Regions from separate parts of the Capsicum annuum genome. Here region 1 is linked to region 2. Evidence: chromatin contacts called from public Hi-C data. All regions are on one chromosome and are shown on one strand. The core of a region is the stretch at or near the end of the contact, and the rest is flanking DNA. Distances in the headings are between cores, read along the strand shown.

Region 1 (4,943 bases), core at 1,885-4,384, 44 kb before region 2:
CAGTATCACATCTGGGAGAACAAAGCCTTTATACTTGTCCAGTTCGCTATCATTACTATTAGCAGCATATAAGTCATACCCGAGTGCATAATCCCCAGGATTTAGAAGATGCCCCAGATGTGTTCGTATGTTGAAAATTGTATCATTCTTTCCAAAATCAGATATACGAGCTACTTGGGCGTCTGCCAAAGCATACTTAGATCCACCAATGTTGACCTCAGAAGAAACAGCGTCAATATCTAGAACTATGTATTCCACAAGCTGCCTACTAGAAAGTAGGGACTTAAAAGACGCCCTCCAGTATTGTTCCGCATCCAGAAAACAGTTCCTGAGAGTAAATGGGTCAAGTAAGGCAATGTGGTTACTCACCTTGGTGCAGATCACAAGTGGTCCAAGATTCCCCAAACTATTTGAAACTTTTGGCGGAAGACAAATCAAGTCCTCACGACAAACTGGGGAAATTTCAACTGAAAAAGTATACTTATAGTTGTAATTGTTGCTCTTGGGATCATGAGACACCAGTTGTTTGTCATTACGGCTCCGACTGGGAACAACTTTTCCTATGAACTCCACAAACTTTACAGCATGACTTCTATTAGAGAAGAACAGATCAATTCCTTGATCCATTTGCTTAATCATTATAGCACGAGCAGCGGCATCATGCTTAAGAATAAGCTGTTCCAAATAGAAGAACGTTCGCCTGTGAGAAACATGCTGCCGTAGCTGCACTGCAGCCACCCACTGATCAGGATTAGCCTGAACCCTCGTACAGGATTCACACATTTGGTCTTGGATAACACATATTCAACTGTATACGCCTGCTCAAGGATAGCTCCATGAAGAACTTCTTTCTGAACCTTCAACTTGACTTTGATTCTCTTGGAGTGAGGTTCAGTCCAAATGAACTCTGCCTGCACTAAACGAACTTTATTCAAATTCTTCAACCTCTTCAGACAGAATGTCAATAGCTCCTTTGATTCTAATTGGGCTTTAATCCAGGTCCTAGGAGGCTGCAAATAGCTGTCACATTCAGGGCAATGACATATGATAACATGCTTCTGGAGACCCTCTGTAATGTCAATTTCAGACCTCAAGCAGTTGGCACACATATTGGCAGCATTTGGTTGCATATTTATACCACATTTGCAGCATAAAACATTTCCAATTGTATGATGCACTGTAAACATACCCATTTCTTGTGCCATGGCTGGTAAGAGACAGATAAGACCTAAGCAGAAAAAGGACAATAAAGATGATGAAATATGCATAAACAATCAAAATTACAAATCAGCTAAAAAGTATGTCATATATTGCAAAGCCAAAGTCTACATTAACATCTGGTGGGTAGCAGACTTTTATGTAACATACGCTTACTGTTACTGACTTCACAATTCACATTAATTCAGCAAATTCCAACTCCGACACTAACTCAATAAAATCAAATACAATAGACCAAAAAACCAAACAAGCAGTACAATCAATCACGTTTAGCTAAACTCACAAAAATTCACACAATCCATACTACAAAAGTAAAAAATAAGCAAACCCATCACATCAAAATCAAAAATTGAACTCACAAATAACTGATCAAAGTCAACGAGCACCACAAATAACACATACACAACAAATAACATAAACAGTGCATGTTTCAGCTTCAGGACAGCTATTAGTCCAATACAGGCGATGCTTTAATCTTCACATTGAAGCTAATCTGTTCAGGAATGTAAATAGTACTAAATGTCGGAGCTCTCAATTTACTTGTTCCAATTTGACTTGCATAAATGTTAAAAACTACATAGGTACTTAGATGTTTTCGTCCAACATATACATAAAATCTAATACTACTACTACTACTAAAGAGTGCAAATCCTTAGTTCATGAACAAAAGAATACATGTATCACAAAATTCAAAGAAAGTGTTCTTCTTCCAACACAAGGTTCATTTTTAACATAACAGTAGTGTCGTCATCATAAAGTATAAATGCAAGACCGACCTGAATCATATCTTTCCTTTTCACTCGGGCATTCAAAGTTGAAACATTGGAACGATTTATTGATTCCTAGAGGATCATAAACAGAACTTGACAAACTCACACTTTTCATTCTCCATATCTAGGAGGATCACAAGGAAGCAGAACTTGACAACTAATCTATGTATGTTGAGGAAAATACAATCAAATCTCTTCCACATACAGAAAAACAATTAATCGAGCATTTGCCCTTACTATTACTTCTCCTTTAACCCAACAAAGTAGGCAAATGACACTGTTAAACTATAGTTTAACCATTGTAGAATAAAATTAATCCATTCAACTTACTTTTAGTCAAATAAAAAGGTCACTAGTACATCACTTCCCTTTTTTAATATTTTGTTTGAGAAAATACACTCTTTCACCCCTGAACTATAAGCAAAATTGCTGACACACACCCGAACTTAAAGGGGGTCCTATTACCCCTGGACTAACCTTAGTGCCTATGTGGAACATACGTGTACCAACACACTGAACGTTCACGTGTGTGCCACATAGGCATAGTGGTTGTCAAAAATACGATTTTAATTAGTCCAGGGATAATAGGACCCCCTTTAAGATGGGGTGTGTCTCAGCATTTTCGCGTATAGTTCAAGGTGGAGATAGAGCATTTTCCCTATTTTGTTATATTGAGACATAGTAGCAATAGCCATAATTATCACAAGAAGTAAGCATGAAAATCGTCCCTTTCATTTCCATTGACATATCCAGGTAGGGAAGACGGGAAGTTACACTATGTATACATGGGTAAAACAGAAATTGAAGACTATCAACAACAACAACAGCAACAGAAATTGAGCATGCAAATGATCGATGGAGCAAAATTTGCTACCTGTTGAGCGCAACAAGCCAACAACACAAGCTTTCACCTTTGATTTTGTCTCTAGATTTTTGAATTTGAGCAGCGTTTTCAGTTTCGTGAATATTGAATTGCGAGAATGTGGAAATAGTGAATAAAGTCATAAACCCTAATACCCTATTCCTATTGTGAATAATACTTGGTGAACTTAGGCCAGTGGTCGGGTTATCGGGTGGCCCGATTAAAAAAACAAGGAATAACAGAAATTATAAACCCGGCATCCGACTCATTAACCCGATAAATAAATTATCAGTTTGAGTTAACGGTTTAAACCAAAATCTGCACAGCTCTAAGTACAATGATCAAATTCATAAACTTCATTACACTAAATTGTGCTACAATAATATTTCAATACCATATAATAATTATCAGTAGATACAAACAACGTAAGAGAAAAATAGAAAATGAAGCACAGAAAAACTATTAATACTATATGAGTTTACACGGGATATGCATATATGCTTTTAAAATTGAAGAAAATGCAAAAAAAAACTGTCATAGGGTCATCTTGAATTTTTGATCCTGCTTAATAAAATCTTGTAAAAAAATGACATTTGTTTCCTATCACACATAAGTTCTAGCCATAACGTACGTATATTTTAGTCTTGTTTATGAGGTAAGAGTTCGTGACATGAACTATGTGTTGGGAAGCAAACAATACATCACAAAAATAGAGGAAACATGTCCTATATTTAAAAGTGTCATCCAACTCCATTGGTATGAGGTCTTTTGGGAGGTGCCCAAAAACAAATACGTGAGAGCTTGGCCCAAAGCGGACAATATCATACTAGTGCGGAGTTCGAATATAATTGCACGCGGTCCCAACACTATGTTATTCTAATCACATTGTATGTATATGAACTATGTTGTTCAAACTCTTCAAAAGTGTCGACAGACTCGTATTTGATCCACTAAAATGAAGATGAATAAAACTATCTTCAAGTTATAGTGCTAATAATTCTCACATTGTATATAAACTATAGTTGCTCAGATTCTTCAAAAATGTTGACAGACTAGCATCTGGTTCTCCAAAAGTCGTGCAGTGTTTGAAGGACCTGACACGAGTATCGCAACCCTTATAACAAAGTTATTAATACCATACCATGTCACTTTTATTTTCTAACTCAGTAAATAAAACGAGCTACGAGTATGATAATCAATTTCCAAGTGGAATAATATTCTTGATACACATAATACAGAATTCTATGCATTGAGTCAACATGATTGTGACTTGATCAAATTATTCCAATCACATGGTTTGAAATTTATCACCATGACCTTTATCGTCACTCAATATTTACATCAAATTATATTAAACAAAAAAAACCTCAACTATGTCATTAAATCGATATAAACATGAAAATAAATTCGAAGTAAGCCAAAAAAGGATAATGAGAAGTACAATAATCAAATTCATAAGCGTTTTAAACAAAATTGTGCTACAATATTTCAATACTATTACTATATAATAATTATCAGTAGCTACAAACAACCTAAGAGTAAAAAAAATAAATAGAAAATGAAGAACAAAACAGCTATTAATACTATATGATTTTACACTGGATATGCATATGCTTTTAAAAATAAAGAAATTCCAAAAAAAAAAAAAAATCATCATAAGATCTTGAATTTTCGATCCCGCTTAACAAAATCTTTAAAAATATGATTGTTTCCAATCATACATAGGTTCTAGTCATATTCATAACATAATATTTTAGTTTCGCTTATGAGGTAAAAGTTCGCGACATTTCAAGATGTTATTGAAGCAAAACTTGCAACCAATTGAGTAAACATACTATATTGAAATGTCTCTGTACTCTTGTCTTATACAAAACTAATTTATGTCCGATGGACAATAAAGATCATTTTTTTCTAAAAAAAATATTAAGCGGGGCCAAAAAATCAGTACGAATGCTTGATAGTTGATACTATCAAGCACCTTTGATGTGTTGAACTTGTTGAAAATGCTTTTGAGCTGCTATATTACTAGTATTTGTTGTATCCTCATTGATTTCTCTCTCAAGTAATTGTGTATCATTCTCATGATTTTCATT
Region 2 (5,080 bases), core at 504-3,003:
GAATCACTAGCCTTCTTCACTCAAAACCATTTTACAAATTTTCTTTTCTTTTGATTAAAATTGCCATGAATCTACAACAAACTACATATTTTCTTTCAAAACTTCCAATTTTGGGATGTTTTATCAACACCATTTTCAAATTTCTTTGTCATGAGAGCAATGATACACAATTACTTGACAGGGAAATCAATGATGATACGGCAAATGCTAGTAATATAGCAGCTCAAAAGCATTTTCAACAAGTTCAACACATCAAAGGTGCTTGAGATTATCAAGTACAAGTAGTGCTCCTGGTTTTTGGCCCCGCTTAATAATTTTTTTAGAAAAAATGATCTTTATTGTCCATCAGACATTAATTAGTTTTGTCTATGAGATATGAGTACAGAGACATTTCAATACAGTAAACCTACTCAATTGGTCGCAAGTTTTGCTTTGTAGTTGCTTAATTCCATCAGTAATATCTTCAAGTGGTACAAACTCGTCTCATAATAAGCAAAACTAAAATATATACGTACGTTATGACTAGAACTTATGTATGATAAGAAACGAATGTCATTTTTTAAAAAGATTTTGTCAAGCGGGATCAAAAATTCAATATCGCCCTATGACGGTTGTTTTTTCTTTTTTGCATTTTCTTCAATTTTAAAAGCATATATGTATCTGTAGTGTAAAATCATATAGTATAAATAGTTTTTCTGTTCTTCATTTTCTATTTTTTCTCTTAGGTTATTTGTCGCTACTGATAATTATTAGATGGTATTAAATATTATTGTAGTACAATTTTGTCTAATAAGCTTATGAATTTGATCATTGTACGTTTAGATCTGTTCAGATTTCGGTTCAAACTGTTAATCCAAATCGATAATTTGTTTATCGGGTTAATGGATCGGTTATTTTAATTATTGGATCGTGTGTCGGGTTTATAATTTCTATTAGTATTGTTTGTTTAATCGGGCCACCCGATAACCCGATAAAATTGACACCCACTGGCCCAAGTCCACCGATTATATTATGGGTAAAATTCAGAAATAACATACTTATCTCCTTAATTATGAGTTTCATGGCAATAGTTTCATAATTACATAATATAACAAGTTGCATTTTATATTTTTACAAACTGTTGCTACAAAATACAAATACATATGATTTTTACTACCCTTATGATCGATATGTATTTTGTATTTTTGCAAACTGTTGCTACAAAAATACAAATACATACAAATACATATGCTACAAAATGTAATTTGATAAAAGCTTTGCTATTTTTTGTAACTTAATACTTAAGGATGCTAATTTATGTATTTTTTCCTTATATTATTTATATTATTATTCACAATAGGAATTAGGGTATTAGGGTTTATGACTTTATTCATTATTTCCACATCGATTATACTCCCTCCGTCCCATTTTACTCGTCTCAAATTGGGATGACACAACTATTAAGAAAAATAATAAAACAAGTACCGGGTAACTTTGTCCACTGAACTTAAGCACATCTCGGCTATTCTAGCCACACTCCACCCCCAAGCACCGGGTAACTCTGTCCATCCAAGCTTAAGCACATCTTGACTATTCCACCCACAACCCACAAGTACGCGGTAACTTTGTCCACCGAACTTAAGCACATCTTGACTATTCTAGCTACACCCCACACCAAAGCACCGGGTAACTCTGTCCATCCAAGCTTAAGCATATCTTGACTATTCCACCCACAACCCACAAGTACCGGGTAACTTTGTCCACCGAACTTAAGCACATCTCGGCTATTCTAGCCTCAAACCACACCCCACCGCCAAGCACCAGGTAACACTGTCCATCCAAGCTTAAGCACATCTTGACTACTCCATCCCACAACCCACAAGTACCGGGTAACATTGTGCACCTAACTTAAGCACATCTCGACTATTCCACCCACCACCCCACAACACCCAATCCCCAAGTACTAGGTAACTCTATCTACCAATCAACTATTCCACCAACAACCCCACAACCCAAAAGTACCAGGTAACTCAGTCTACCAATCAGATTATTACACCCACAAGTATCAGGTAAATCTATCCACTCGAGCTTAGACAAGAAATCAACACAAGCACAAAGCCAACTGAACCAATAACAAAAAGATAAAAGACTTATTTTTTGATATAAAAAACACAATAAACACATAAATAATAGAAAAAAGTTTTAATTTTACCAAGCAAGAAGATTGCTAATGATTTCAAAATCCAACAAGAGATTGAACCTTTGCCTAACTCTTTGTGTCTTTGTCAGAAACCCTTGTTTAGTACTTTGTCAGAAAACTCTTCAGTATATTTTTGTTCTTTTATTCAAGTACTGAGAGAGAGAAATCTAAGAAGTGAATTTAGTTTTAAGGCACGTGTTCAATGCAAATTTTGGTGGCAAATTCAGTGCTAATCAATGCAAAGTCACCAAATGGGCCAAAATTGTAATCCACAAAAAGAATTGGTAAATTTGCACTTTTACCTTCATATTTTGTGGTCATAATAAATTTTAAAAATTCAATTTTCTTTCTTAAATTTTAATAAATTCTAAAATATTATTGAGATTTTTAAAATTTAAAATGTAAAAAAAAGGGTTGTTTCAGTTAATAAGTAAATATTTAAATATTAAATTTATATATTTAGACACCTCAACTCATTTTTACTATATTAGTTGAACACTCAAACCTACAAATATAATCATTCAAATATTTTTAAAATTTATGTATCACGTTAGTATAGGATGTCCATGAAAACACAATTAAAATAAGTTGAAATATTTAATTATCAAATTAAGATCAAATTGAAACTGAGATTTATTGATGTATACTCTTAAAGTGAGATCAAATTTAAAAGTTTGTTTACGTATATGTCAAATAAACGAATAAGAAGTGAGCTAGAAACCATCGAAGTCTCAAGTTCAAAATTCAACATAAACTAAAACACAAGGTAATTTTTCTTTTTGTGTTATTTTTTATATTAATTTTAGTGGATAAAAATATTTAATACCTATTATTAATAAAAAAATAACATATATCTTTCGAAATTAATTTGGATGTGCAAAAGTTGATTCCACGACCACGATTATTAAAATTTTAAAAAAAAGGATTTGGACCTTTTCTTTTCCTTCTACTATTAGTCTATTACAATGTCACCTTTTTAGCTCACTACAACTTTCACTCTTAGTACTCTTATTAAAATCCAAATTGCTTAGCCATAATCCCTCCATCTTAAGTACTCATAAAGGTATAATTCTACTTTCATCTCCTTTTAATTATTGTTTTTGAGTTATAGGATCTTTAGACCTTGCAAAACTCTAACAGTAAAACTACTAATTTGTTGCTTAAATTTAGTGCACTCTGTTGAAACAACTTCTTTAGCTAATTTTATGTGTTACTTCTTTTTGTTAACAGCCTCTAGCTGAAATGCAAGGTAAGGTTGCGTACGATACACCCTTGTGATGGGATCCTTCCCCGGACACTGTGCATAGCGGTAGCTTTAGTGCACCGGGTGCCCTTTTTTACTTCTTTTTGTTAGCTATGATATTTTATAAGCTTACAAGATGAAGCAGATAGATAGTATGATTATGTTTTTTTTATTACCAACATGGGTTATGGTGCAGGGGCTGCTCCACCCTTAATCAGAGGTCGAGGGTTCGACCTGAGTATGGAGAAAACTTTGTTGGGAATGCTGCCACCTTAATGGGCCCTGCAATGCGCGATTCAGATTAGTTGGGGCTCCAATGCGGCACGGGACACCGGATGGAAAACAAAAAAAAAGTTTCTTTTATTGTTTTCTTATTTTTCCATTTTGAAACTATGCTAGCGTTTGACCATAGATTTTGGGAGTAGTTGAAATTTGTCCAATTTTTGGGACTTGCACTCATAAAACTTTAAAAATTTTCCAAGTAACATGCATGTCCAGAAAAAAACTTCAAATTCCAAAAAATACGACTTCAAAAACTCTAATTTTCAAGTTTTTTTTTAGGTTTTAACTTCAAAATCTATAGCCAAACGGGAGCTACGAATGTATTTATAATAATGTGTTGATGAAAAAGTTGGTTTGATTTGGCTGAATAGATTGAAGCCTTGTATAGATATATTTGGACCTTTGGAGAAGCTTATTGTATGAGTTAAAATGTTGACGTTCAGATATTGTTGGCTATGATGGTTATAACACTTGAATCTTATTCAAGTGTAATAAAGTGTTGATGTTCAGATATTGTCGAGGTCCTGCAATAGTTTATACGTAAACGAATTTGATAGTTTAGGGGTAAGTTTGGCACTTTTGTTTGTTTGTCTGTGTGGTTCCACCTTAGCAAATGTCAAAGCCAAGACTAGACGATCATTAGAGGAAGGGGTGTATTATATTTGAGAAGAAAGACAACGATAGAATCATTCATCGATTAATAGGTGAACGGAGAGCGAGTGTAAGACTGGTTGGATACTTCCTGGGTAAATTGGAACCTTCTCGGTGATTGTTTTATCTTGAGCCGGGGTCTATCGAAAACAACCTCTCTATCTCACCTCTGAGTTAGTGGTATGGACTGCATGCACTTACCCCCGGACCCCACTTGGTGGGAATATACTGGGCATGTTGTTGTTGTTGTTGTCGGTGATTATTTTATAAGTGATCGGTTTGTTCTTATGTTTATATGAATAGCATTTCTATCCGGATAGTTTGGAGATTTTGTCCGTTTTGTCCAAATAGTTTGAAGATTCCTTACTTTCTATTATTGCTTATTTTCTGTGTCTTGGAGATTATTGTTATATGATGCCGCCTAGAGGAAGAAAGCATCGTCGAAGTTTACCACCTGACATGTTTACCAATCTCCCTGATAATGTAATTGATCTCATTCTGATGTTTTTGCCTTGTAAAGATGCTGTGAGAACAAGCATCTTGTCGAAGAAATGGAGGTATAACTGGTGTAGACTTACAAAGCCGACGCTTGATACATCTCTTTGGGAAACAAAAAAGGATTTTGTAGATTCTGTAGCCAAATTTACAAAGATTATCTACCAGATTTTGACCCTTCATGTAGGACCCGTTACTAAGTTTACCTTGTTCATCTAGAAAGCTGTCCT

What was found. A called contact is a pair of places that touch in the nucleus more often than the background predicts.
Region 1: a Hi-C map of leaf shows a contact between it and region 2, with 2.2 times the contacts expected there. The contact joins the promoter of LOC107851196 here to the enhancer-like site in region 2. A contact is called at or near these places in 2 of 5 Hi-C or Micro-C datasets (leaf and placenta).

The regions. Positions count from the first base shown.
Region 1 is chr12:3,098,694-3,103,636 of UCD10Xv1.1, reverse strand. It overlaps LOC107851196 (60S ribosomal export protein NMD3-like), which reads right to left and starts at 3,134. Exons shown (of 4, transcript XM_047400560.1): 1 at 2,863-3,134; 2 at 801-1,228; 3 at 1-798. The coding sequence starts at 1,205.
Region 2 is chr12:3,053,019-3,058,098 of UCD10Xv1.1, reverse strand. It overlaps the pseudogene LOC107849531. Among protein-coding and RNA genes, the nearest start is that of LOC107851751, 17 kb to the left of the region's middle. Within about 2 kb of position 1,753, at least 3 of the 5 cell types and tissues checked have an H3K27ac peak or open chromatin away from gene starts, as enhancers often do. A contact at or near this core is called in leaf, where this site is marked.